2 separate regions of the Danio rerio genome follow, and region 2 is linked to region 1. The links are chromatin contacts, called in public Hi-C maps. All regions are on one chromosome and are shown on one strand. The core of a region is the stretch at or near the end of the contact, and the rest is flanking DNA. Distances in the headings are between cores, read along the strand shown. Region 1 overlaps rabgap1l (RAB GTPase activating protein 1-like). Region 2 overlaps rabgap1l (RAB GTPase activating protein 1-like).

Evidence for each region. Hi-C and Micro-C count contacts between places; a contact is called where the count stands out from the background.
Region 2: a Hi-C map of skeletal muscle shows a contact between it and region 1, with 2.0 times the contacts expected there. The contact joins two enhancer-like sites. A contact is called at or near these places in 5 of 18 Hi-C or Micro-C datasets (caudal fin, embryo, hematopoietic stem cells and 2 more).

What each region holds. Positions count from the first base shown.
Region 1 is chr22:17,006,679-17,013,777 of GRCz12tu, forward strand. It overlaps rabgap1l (RAB GTPase activating protein 1-like), which reads left to right. Exons shown (of 26, transcript XM_073936803.1): 3 at 12-147; 4 at 1,784-1,991; 5 at 4,688-4,862; 6 at 4,951-5,111; 7 at 5,249-5,359; 8 at 6,169-6,235. Among named protein-coding and RNA genes, the nearest start is that of rabgap1l, 13 kb to the left of the region's middle. Within about 2 kb of position 4,928, at least 1 of the 62 cell types and tissues checked has an H3K27ac peak or open chromatin away from gene starts, as enhancers often do. A contact at or near this core is called in skeletal muscle, where this site is marked.
Region 2 is chr22:17,106,558-17,112,705 of GRCz12tu, forward strand. rabgap1l (RAB GTPase activating protein 1-like) reads left to right here. Exons shown (of 26, transcript XM_073936803.1): 18 at 5,730-5,771. Among named protein-coding and RNA genes, the nearest start is that of ifi44f1, 43 kb to the right of the region's middle. Within about 2 kb of position 1,559, at least 8 of the 62 cell types and tissues checked have an H3K27ac peak or open chromatin away from gene starts, as enhancers often do. A contact at or near this core is called in skeletal muscle, where this site is marked.

The sequences.
Region 1 (7,099 bases), core at 3,678-6,177:
GTTTGTCTCAGATGTCGTGGAATGGGAGTGAGCAGCTGGAGCGGGCGATGGAGGAGGTGTTGGATGATGTTGCTGATGGAGCAGGAGCTGAACAGGAGAAGGGATGCACTCAGATCAGACCGCCCAGTCTGGACACAGCTCCACACGGTACATGCTGCTCAAAGACACAACAGCAAATCTTCATCATTGTTATGTCAATTCTTTATGAAAAGCCGACAAAATTATATTGATTTTATGAATCAACCTGACATTGCTTTGACTTTGTTTTCCTCGATATAACGCATTATACAAATAACATGTAATGCATTTTACAAATAAACAAAAAAATTGTAACCTTTAAAAATCAGACAAAATGATATGTTGGGAATATTAATATTTAGTTATAGATGTAAATTAATGCATATATTATACATTTTATATGTTTGTGTAAATTATTAAATATTTTCAGGATACTTTTGCTGGTTCAACTGATTGATCAGCCAGATTTTTTTTATGCTAAACTTGTAATGCATTAATTGATCCATTAATTGATAATACCTATTCATTATATTTATTTTTTTCCTCATTCAAAACAGTGTTTATTTATTTCATTATTCAAAACAGATCTAGAAAAGAAATGTGATCAGTGATGTACACATACACAACAGATGCCATCTGAACCTTGGTCTATTTATCACATCTACTTCCTGTTGGCTATAATCAGGGTCTTTGAAGACTGACTTCCTCTCCACCTTGCTCAAACTTCCTCATTCACTCACCCTTAACAATGGACCCTTAGATAAAACAGGTTGGAACAAAAAAATTACAGTAGATGTCGAAAGAAGAAATGATTACTATCGAAACCCTTTGCTTTACTTCTGAAATCTGATTTAATGAGCTACTTGATTTCCAAAATCTAAAATAAAATGAAGACTCAAAATAACTCGTTTCCAAAATGTTGGGACTCTGTAAAAATGTTAATTAAAAAATAGCAGGCAGTGATAAGCATATTTTATGTAATATTGAACATGGAAAACATACTTTTTAAATCAGGGATGTTAAACTCAGATCTGGAGGGCCGGTGTGCTGCAAAGTTTAGTTCCAACCCCAATCAGACACGCCTGGGCTAGCTAGTTAATCTCTTACAAAGCTTTCTACAAACATCCATTCAGATGTCTTGAGGCAAGTAGGAGCTAAAATCTGCAGGACACCGGCCCTCCAGGACCGCCTTTGGGCACCCCTGGTTTAAGTGATCAAGCACTACGAACAAAGTCAATCAAACTATCTACGATGAATATTTAAAGATGATTTAATATTGAATATTGAAAATGTATACATCAAAACCATGTTTTGTACCAGGCTGTAAACATGTTTTTATCAGCTGTAAAATTGGCCAATTAGCATTGCAGTCAGTGGACATCTGGAGTTTATGGAGCCAGCCCCCAAAGGCAAGTTGATGAATTGCAGTTTCAGTTACTATGTTACTATACTATGTAGTTACTATACTACAATATGAAGTATTGGCTTCACAAGGGAGAGCGTGAGGTTGCCGCTTGGAACAAACACACAAAAAAATGGCAAAAACTTATGTTTATAATGTAACACTATGGGGATTTCCTGAGTTTCTTCTTCGTTGCTGTGTGGAGTTTCCTTGTGAGAGCGCCCTCTGGTCTTTTGGAGGAGATTTACTACTGAGCACACAACCTTGCTTTCCTGACAAGATGTACATGAAAATTGCAGGTTTGTGATTTCATTTAGATTAATTTTCCAGCCTTTGTTAACACTTCATTGTCTGTCGCAACAGAATCCTCAGCAGCACTGCTCGAGAGTCCGACTGTCCCAGAGGAAGAGAGTGTTCAATTCAGTAAACTGTCCTATCTGGGCTGCACCTGGGTGAAGGCTCCACGCAGTGAGACGGAGGCCCAGAAAGCCATGGCTACCTTGAGGGCGGAGAGTGCCATTCCCATTCCCGTCATCCTCCATGTGCCCAACGGCTCCGACGGTTGTGTCCGGTCAGTCATTTGCCAAAAATAATGTATGTAGTCCACAGGTGCTCCATTATTTCATTTATTATTTTATTTATTTATGTAATTAATATTCACTTGATTTACACATTTAAATTACTTGATGCATAAAATAATTTGAACTGACTGCTAGAATATAAAATAAAAAATATGGTGTTATGCATAGTTTAAATTTGAAACATTTTAACCTACAAAATACATTCAAATAAATGTAATTTTAAGGTTTTTAAAACTTTTTAAATATTCATTCATTTTTCTTCTGCTTAGTCTCTTTATTCATCAATGTATAATGTTCTCTTTTTTTGCAAATACATTTATTTGTACAAATGTAATTTATTTAAAATTGAACTTTTATCAGTTTTGTTTCATCGCAAATTATATTTTTTAAATCAGCATAGCAAATTATATCAAATTAGCATTCTATAAATCAGTATTTGTATTTTGATTAGCAGATTTATTTTTATATTCTGGAACACAGATTACACTTGCGTCAGATGCATCTCCAAAAATGTATTTGTTTTGCACTTATCTCCCGAATCCTCAAAGGCTTTCATTTATCTTTCTCACCATTGAGTCAAATCACACTCTACGTCAGAAGTGTAAAATGTGACTTTCTGAAGCCTCGGGATCTTCATGACTGTCAGAAACAGCTGTTGTTTAAGCTGCTTTTAGCTCTTATTTCAGGTTTGTGAATTAGATGTAGCACTTCTGGTTTCTCACCCTGAGTGCTCTCTGTTTTTTCTTTTTCTTTTTTTTTTCTTAGGAACTGTGGTGTAACCTCAGGTTAAACATCTTGCTTTGTCTTTTTCAGTAATCTCAAAAACAGCTCCTGTGAATATTCTAATGGTTCTAAATACTCTTTTGCATTCGAATTTGTTAAAGAATTACATTTAACTATTTCATACAAGTATAAAAAGTACATTTATGTAAATCTCCCAAAAAATAAATTGTACTATAAATTATTTTAAAAAGTACAAAAATGGGATGCTGTGAAAAATATTTATAAGAAACAATGTACTAAACCCATATATTATTCACATTAGAACAGAAAACATACTTAATGTTCAAAATATATGTTGGATGTTTGCTCATGTATACCGGAAAAGCAAGTCTACTACTATAACGTGACTACAGGACATTTCTGTGTGGTAAACGTTTTCCTGCTTCTTGCAGTATCACTACTTTGCTGTCATTGCAACGCTGGTAAAATGATTCCTCTTGACTCATTCACTGTCAGTAAAGTTTTATTGTCAATACAATGTGCTTATTTTATTGACTTCCTTTTTTTTTATTTATCAGTCTTATTTAAGTTAGTGACTTGAATAAAAACAAAACATTATTTAATGTCAAAATACTTACATTAATAAGGGGTTTAGCTTTTTTTTTGGTCAGATGCATCCAAAGTGTTTTTTTTTTTTGCATCACATATACACTACCTGACAAAAGTCTTGTCGTCCATCCCAGTTGTAAATGCAACAATAATAATTTGACTTCCAGTTGATCTGGAAAAGTGGCAGAAGGTAGATTTTACCAATGAATCATCTGTTGAACTGCATCTCAATCATCACAAACACTGTGGAAGACCTATTAAAACCCGTATGGACCCAAGATTTTCAGAGAAATCAGTCCAGTTTAGTGAAGGAAAAATAATGGTTTGGGATTACATTCAGTATGGAGTCATGCGAGAGATGTGAAGAGTGGATGGGCAACATCAACAGCCTGAGGTGTCAAGACATTTGTGCTGCCCATTACATTACAAACCACAGTAGAGGGCAAATTCTTCAGCTGGATAGCGCTCCTTCTCATACTTCAGCCTCCACATCAAAGTTCCTGAAAGCACAGAAGGTCAAGGTGTTCCAGAATTGGCCAGCCCAGTCAACAGACATGAACATTATTCAGCATGCCTGGGGTAAGATGGAGGAGGCATTGAAGATGAATTCAAAAAATCTTATTAATCTCTGGGAGTCATTGCAGAGATGTATGGATGCAGTCCTCCAAGCTCATGGGAGTCATACACAATATTAATTCTTTTTCCACTGCACCGTGACTTTATATTGTATACAGTACATTATTTCTGTTAAGTGACAAGACTTTTGTCTAAGCAAAGTCAGACATTACTGGCCTAATTAGATAATAAAAACCTAAAGCATGATCATGTCTTATTTTGCGAAAAAAGCCTGATCTAGAGGCCTTGGCCTTTCATATAAGCCACTTCTGATCCCAAAGATCAACTAAAAGTCAAGTTATTATTTGTTGTTCTTAAAACTTGGAGAAGCGACAAAGACTTTTGTCAGGGTGTGTGTGTGTGTGTGTGTGTGTGTGTGTGTGTGTGTGTGTGTGTGTGTGTGTGTGTGTGTGTGTGTGTGTGTGTGTGTGTGTGTGTGTGTGTGTGTGTGTGTGTGTGTGTGTGTGTGTGTGTGTGTGTGTGTGTGTGTGTGTGTGTGTGTGTGTGTGTACATACATATATACATCACATTGTAGTAATTTTGGACTGTATGTGCATGCTCGCTTTATGGAGATCCTTGCATAATTGTATTTTGTATGCAAAATAATTGTATACATATAACTCTTTGCTTTATTTATGTGCTATGTTAAGTTAAAAGTAAACCTTTGCATGTACCTGGAAACTCTAGGTTTCACACACAGTTTTAGTTATAGGTCTGTTATGTTTTTAATGATTCCAGGATCGTGGACCAGGCCAGCGGAACAGAAATAGCGTCTTTTCCCATCTATAAGGTGTTGTTTTGCGCACGAGGATGCGAGGGATCTGTTGAGAGTGACTGCTTTTCTTTCACTGAGAGCTACCGCAGCTCTGAGGACTTTCAGATTCACGTCTTTTCCTGCCATATCAAAGAGGCGGTGAGTTTCATCTCTTCATTAAAGTAGTCTTGAAACCCACATTAAACCCAATCTTTCAAACCCTTTTTTTATTTATTTATATTTTTAGGTTAGTCGCATCCTCTATAGCTTCTCGACGGCCTTCAAGCGTTCGGCAAAAGCTGCCACAGAGATGCAAGACTCGCCGTTGCCACTTTCCCCTGACAGCGACGTTTTCACTTTTAGTGTTTCTCTAGAAGTGAGAGAAGATGATGGGAAAGGAAACTTCAGGTCGCTCTTTACTCGCTTCTGAAAAAGCTTGTTTCTGCTTTTGTCTCATGCTTTCAGCACTGTTGCTTTATTTAAATTTCTGGCCAACCAAATGTAAGTGACACTTTTTATTTTTGTATTCTTCTTTTAACTTGTAGTCCAGTTCCCAAAGACAGAGATAAATATTACTTCAAGCTGCGGCAGGGCGTACAGAAGAAAGTGTCTGTGGTTGTCCAGCAGCTAAACAATAAGGAGCTGGTCATAGAGCGGTGGGTTATGAGACGCTGTTTCCAGAGCGACAAATTCACACCTTTTCTCCCTTTTCAGAACTGGATTTTGTGTTATAATGGCTAAACTTAAAAAAACGAATTAAAAAGGTTTAGATTTAAACTATGAATTAGAAACATTGCAAAATTAGCAGGTAACATGTTCTATTTCTATATACAGGGTTCCCATGTTTCTTGAAACTACAGCAATAGCGACCATCAAAATAAAGTGTAATCAATGTGCTTGATATAACATTATTAGTGATTTTAAAAAGTCCTTGAGAGTCCCTGAATTTGGTGTCCACGAAAGACTGGGAACTTTGTATATAATATAAAGTTACATAACCATAAACACACTGACCTACAGTATATGCAGTGTTCAATAAATAGATATCTATGTAGTTAACATTTGAAATGTATCAAAACCTTTTATCAAAGTTGTCTTAAAGCTATTCAACAACACCCATTCTTGTCTTAGGATAATTTTGAATATTTTTTTTGATCCGCATCAAATGTTGACTACTGTTGTCAAAATATGGTTCCTTGTGCAACCACATGATGTCGCTGTAGTTCCAGTGAAGATGCTCTTTCTGTGAAATTGACCCCCATCACAAACACTTAATAATCCTCACAGAAAGCTCTCATAATTTTTTTATTCAGTCATATACATGTGTATATATACTGTATGTACATTAATAATGCACCTAATGTTCCTGTTTGATTTATTAAATATTGCTGTTCTGTCTTATTAATATTACATCTGACACTGTAAAAATATTATACTATATGTACCACTGTCTTTTATTTTGCAGGTGCTTCGGGATGCTGCTCAGTCCTGGTCAGAAAGTGCGCAACAGTGACATGCATCTTCTCGATATGGTCAGACATTTTTTTCTCTCGAGTTTTACCCAGGATTTCTAATTAGAATAACTCCTGGGCTGGATACCATGCACTAATTGCATATACCCTCACTCATTTTAATCACTATTCTGCTGCCGATTTTAGAAACACTTAATGGAAATGTGGACTTTTATTATTCATTAAAAAGCACGATTTCACATTAGGCCTTGAGCTAGTGATGCTGTAACAGTTTTTGCACATCAAGACCGAAAAACAATTAGCAGTTCAATCAAGCGGAGAGTTCACGGAGACAGCTGAATCAAACATCCTACAAGGCTTAATGTTGGGATTTATTTTTGTGCAAGTCTTTTTAATGGTTTCAGCAGCAGTGCTTCTTATTTATAGCTCTCAATAGATTAAACAATCATGGTTAAACCACAAGCCAGCCATTTTTGGAAGAGTTTAGGAGCAAAACTATTTTTTTAGGAATTGTTGGAGATTACTATTTTGCAGTCAAAGTGATCATCCAAACTAATCTTGTGATCAAAATTAAATCTCCAGGCTGATTTGATTAATAATTGTATATTTACCTTTTTTGCATTTGAACATTTGACAAAATAAGCTCATTTAACAAATGGGTGTGGTCAAATATACCCAAAAGCTTATAAATTCTAAACAAAAAGTCTGATTTTCATAAAATAAGGTGAGAACATACATTATATGATTCCATTTTCCATCAGTCCATAGGTGGCGCTATAATGGTTTGGAAGACATAGAAAATGCTTTATGTCCAAGGCAAATGACCTGAAATTGTTAAAATGCTTGCAAGTCACTTGTTTAGCTGATTTTAGGTTTGCAAAAAAAATAAAAAATACTTCAACCTCAGTAATTGCTGCTTGCAGC
Region 2 (6,148 bases), core at 309-2,808, 97 kb after region 1:
TAAGATTAATCACAATGTAGAAAACTCGTTTCAGATGAGAGTCAGTATTTACAAATATAAAAATATATATTTAAATGTGTTGTGATGTTTGACAAGATTAAAGCTTTTCATTTTTTTACTGTATAGAAAATGTAAATACTGATTTTGCTAGTTTGCATAATTTTGCTATTAATAGATTGTTTTGGTTGTTTGATAGTTTGGATGATTATTATATTAATTAATAAATGATTATAAATATTAAATAACATGTGAGTTATTAATAGCATATCAATATTATTATATTAATTAATGTTTGTATTATTTGTATTATATTATAGTTATTCTTATATTATGCAAGTTACATATATTTAACTATAGACTCTAATTTATTTGTTTTTATTATGTATTATTAGTTTTATTTAATATTATATTTTTTATTTAATTTTATCTTTTTTATGTTTTTTATATATATATATATATATATATATATATATATATATATATATATATTATTTTGTAATTGATTTTATATTTAATTATATATTCATTTTTATTATTTATTATATGTTATTAATTTAATTTTATTATATATATTTTATTTTACATTATATTTAATTTTATTTAATTATATATTTTTGTGTATTATTTGTTAAATGTATTTAATTTAATTTTAATGTATTTTAATTTTATTTCATATTTTATTTTATATTTAAATTATTTTTATATTATTTTATATTTAATTTAATTATATATTTAATGTATTAATTTATTTTATTGTTAACTTTTTATTTTAGCATGGCACACTTACACACTACTACCATAATTTTAATTGATTCATGTTTATTTACCATATTTCATTTTAAAATAGTATTATATTGTGTGGTATTGTATTAAATGTTGTAGTATTATATTATATTATATTATATTATATTATATTATATTATATTATATTATATTATATTATATTATATTATATTATATTATATTATATTATAAAGTGCTAATTGCTATATGTTATTATATTTAACTACATATTTTTAATCAACTTTTTATTTTAGCATTTCACTCTTATGCTATAGTACCACAATTTAACCTTATTCATGTTTATTCACAATATTTTATATTGTATCATATTGTATTACTTTTTTTTATTATTTAATGCATTTTTTTTTTGTATATTTGTATTATTACATTATATTTTCTATTTTTTTTTTTGCTATTACACTAGTGCAACTCCTGTTCCATTGCTGTAACTTTTTTTTCCCTGTGCCTCATTATGTTAATGTAGGCAAATTGCTCCATTCACTCTGCCCGATTGCAAACGTAAACTCTAACACTTTCACTCATACCCACAACAACCATCAATCATGGCATGTCCACTTGCCTTTCAAACCCAGTATTTCTTGCATAACCAAAAACGTCCACCACTAAAGTCTTATTCTCCCTCAACAAACACAAACACACTAATATGCCCCCCTGCGATCTCTATTTAGCCCCCCAGCGCCATCTAGAGCCTGTCGGGAGCAGCTTGGTTGTTATTAATAGCTACGGCTGGTTATTTTTAGCTCAGTGTTGCCATGTGAGCAGCTTGTGGAGGCGATGCTCGAGACGGGTGTTTCCATGCGGAGCTGAAGTCAGCATTGCTTCTCCACTCGCCACTGCGATGCCACCTGCGCCCCTATAACACACACACACACACACACACACACACACACACACACACACACACACACACACACAAAAATACACGCATTCAAGCACATACACTCGCTTACACACATATATCCACACACACAGTCACTTACATTTTTGGTTTGCTATCCTTGTGAGGACTCTTCATAGACATAATGATCTTTCTACTGTGGAAACTGTAGATTTTGCCCCTTATTTCCCTAAACCCCCTCATAGACCCTCAGTTTTACATTTCATCATTTATAAGGGTATTTATTTACCGACGGGGACCACAATTTAGGCCCCCATTGTGATGCAAGTCCCCATAAGGCTTCCACCAGATATAAAGACATACACTTACAAATATACTCATGCACACAAGCACACTCACACACACAACAGACACTTCATTCAAACAAACACACATGTACACACACGCACACTGACCCAACATACACAAAAATATACACAAATACACAGAAATTTCACACACACACATGCACACATACAAACACCACACAGACACAAAATACACACAAATGCATGCACACATACTAAAACCCACACTCAAACAAAAAACACACATGCACTTGCACACACACACACAAACACATAAGCACCTGCACACACATAAACAAACAGACACATTTACAGACACATCATGCAAACACGCGCACACTGACCAAATACACACAAAAATATACATACATACAAATAAGTTTGTATATACATGAATAAAAACGCACACAGACACAAAACACACATTCACACAAAGTTGCACACGCACTTAAAAACACTTGTATACAATGCGCTAGCACACACACAAAAACCCACACTCACAAACAGAAACACTTATGCACTTGCACACATATAAACACATATGCACTTGCACACACACAAACACACACATAAACAAAAACACACACATTTACAGACACATCATGCAAACAAAAACACATTTACACCCACACAGGCACAAACATACACAAAAGTGTACAAAAGTACACAGAAATGTGCACACACACACATACTCACAAACACAAACATTCACACACTCGCACACAGCAACACAATGCACTTGCACACAAAAACACACACTCAGAAGCAGAAACACACAAACACACGGAAACACACAATCACTCATACACAGAAAAACACACACCTTTACAGGCACACACTTTGACACAGAAGCACACATGCATTTGCACACACACAAACACACATTCTTACAAACACAACACACAATTGCACACACACAACTTCACATACACACACACAGACACACACACAAACTCGCAAACAAAAACACAAATGCACTTTCATGCACACAAACACTCACTCAAACACACACACACACCTTCACAGGCACACTCACACACAGAAACACACTCACAAACATAATTACACACTCACCCACACATACTGTACAAACACAACAAACTTCACATGCACACACACATGTACTTGCAAACAAAAACACACATGCACTTGCATGTACACAAACACTCACTCAAACACACACACAAACACACACGCACACACACACACTCCTTCACATCGCACACTCAGAGAAAGAAACACACATGCACTTGCACACGCAAACACTCACACAAACAGAGAAACACACACTCACAAACAAAAACACACATGCACTTGTGCACACGCACACACCCTCACACACACCTTCACATGCACACACTCAAGAAGAGAAACACATGCACTTTCACACATACACACACACAGACACACACACACACAGCCTGTCAGTCCACCTGAGCACAATAGCTCTCCTCCTCCTTCAGCTGCTGTCACTCCTACACGTTCAGCTCTTTGTATGAATCCAGCTATTTTAGGAAATGCAAATGCGCTCGACATCACGCTTGCCGCTTCTAGTAGAGCGCAAAAACAGCCCTGCAGCTCTTCTGAAACCATTTAACACAACGCACTGCAGGTGAACCTGCTCCAAACACTCACTCCGTCTCATCATACTAATCAACAGTTGACCGATTACATCAACAATTGCAAACATTTGCTGTATTACAAGCATCTACAGTGTTAGTTTTAAAAATACAATAAATATGCACTAATTAATAAACCATTAAATATGCACTAATTAATAAACAATGAAGTATGCACTAATTAATAAATAATTACACACGCATCAATGTCATTATATAAATTGACAGAATGGACCTTATTACAGTTAAAGAGAAAACAACATATCTTAGTTTTTATTTTTAAAGCTTTAGATGGTAAATTACCACAGTATACATCTAGTTTGTTGGAGTTCTAATCAAATACTTACAATAGCAGATCAGCAGATATACTCTTACTTAAGATGCCATTTTTTTTCACACAGAGTTCGGTCGATCTGCATTCTGTATGTATGCTCCATATGTATGGTATGACCTTCAAGGTATACTATATATGAAATCCGTACCATCTATCGATATATTCAAAAAAGACTCGATTTAAAACAGTGCACATGTTTTAACAATTGATTATGGTTTACTATTAAAATATTAAAATAATTACTTAAAAATATACTATTTTTGTGTGTGTTTATGCGTTGTGATATATATTTTGTAACTCTGTCCTATGCTACCTGTCTTGACCAGGTCTTCGTGGTAGAACAGATATTGTATCTCAATGGGTCCTTGCTGGTGAAATAAATAAATTGATTAATTAATGAAATATGCGATCATTTAATATATATACACTATAACATATATAATATAAATACAATATAATATTACATATTAAACTTAATGGATTTTTATATTTTATATCTGTAGATTGATGCAAATTATATATGAACAAATCCCTGTGTAAAAACCTTCAAAGTAAACCACCTGACAAAAGTCTTGTCGTCTATTCAAGTTTTAGGATCAACAAATAATAACTCGACTTTTAATTGATCATTTGGTATCAGAAGTGGCATATATGAAAGGCCAAGGTTTCTAGATTATTTGACCAAAATAAAATATAATCATGCCTTCATTTTTGCTTAGACAAAAGTCTTGTCACTTAAAAGAAATAATGTACAGTATTGAATATAACGTCATTGTGAAAAAGATTTCATATTGTGTATGACTCCCATGAGCTTGGAGGACTGCATCTAAACATCTCTGCAATGACTCAAATAGCTTAAAGTCATCTGGAATGGTAAAAAAGCGTTCTTGCAGGTCTCTCAGAGTTCATCAAGATTCTTTGGATTCATCTTCAATGCCTCATCCTTCATCTTACCCCAGACATGCTCAATAATGTTCATGTTGTCTGGTGACTGGGCAGGCCAATTCTGGAGCACTTTGACCTTCTTTCCTTTCAGGAACTTTGATGTGGAGGCTGAAGTGCTGTATGAGAAGGAGCGCTATCCTGCTGAAGAATTTGCCCTCTCCTGTGTTTTGTAATGTAATAGGCAGCACAAATGTCTTATTACCTCAGGCTGTTGATGTTGCCATTCACTCTTCAGATCTCTTGCATGCCCCCATACTGAATATAACCCCAAACCATGTTTTTTTCCTTCACCATACTTGACTGATTACTCTGAGAATCTTTGGTTCATGCGGGTTCCAAAAGGTCTTTTTCAATATTTGTGATCATTGGGATGCACTAGAAGTTATCCCAACTAGAAGTTTATTATTTGTCGGTTTTACAGCTGGGATCAACAAGACTTTTGTCAGATTGTGTACAGATATGAATGAAACTGTGTGTGTTTGTGTTTGTAAAGCTGCTGAAATGGAAATTTAAGACTCAAAAGCTCATTTTGAGAAAAACAGCCTCAAAAATGTGTATTGCTGTTAAACTATTTAGGCACAGATTGATCAAATTTCATCAACGAAAGACTTAAAAGTATATTTTTTATGTTTTCTCTTAATTAGATTTGCATAGTACTTTATAAAAGGGCAGAAAGACTCTCAAACTAACTTGGCAGGTGCATGAATAAAAATAGTTTTCAAATTGTGATCTTCTGTATTACAGTGAAGTGTTTTGCTGTTTTGCTCTAGGCGGTTTGCTGTTCAGATGTTGTGGCCTTGGGAGTGTGTGTGTGTGTAATTGTTTTTTTAATTTCTTCACAGGGATTGAACATCATCTTCAATGTGGCGCTGGCTCTCCTTAAGGTACTAAAGCTTATAAACATTACTTTTCCTTGATTGTTCTAAAATGAAAGGAAATTAAATCTGATCAAATAGGCCAAATGGCAAAGTTTTGCTTAATTTTGAAATATTGAATTGGTTAGAAATAAGGGGGAAATGCTATGCTTACCATTATTTTATTTATTTATTTTTCACGTTTATTTTTTCATCATTATATTATAATATATTATATTATATTATATTATATTATATTATATTATATCTTAATAAGATTAGTTTCTACATTGTTACATATTTTTTTAATTTATTGTCATTATTCTAATTTGAACTGTTAGCTAGCAATAGTTTTATCATGAGCAGTGTTATTGTGTTTATATTCTATTGTCATAGTCATAAATATA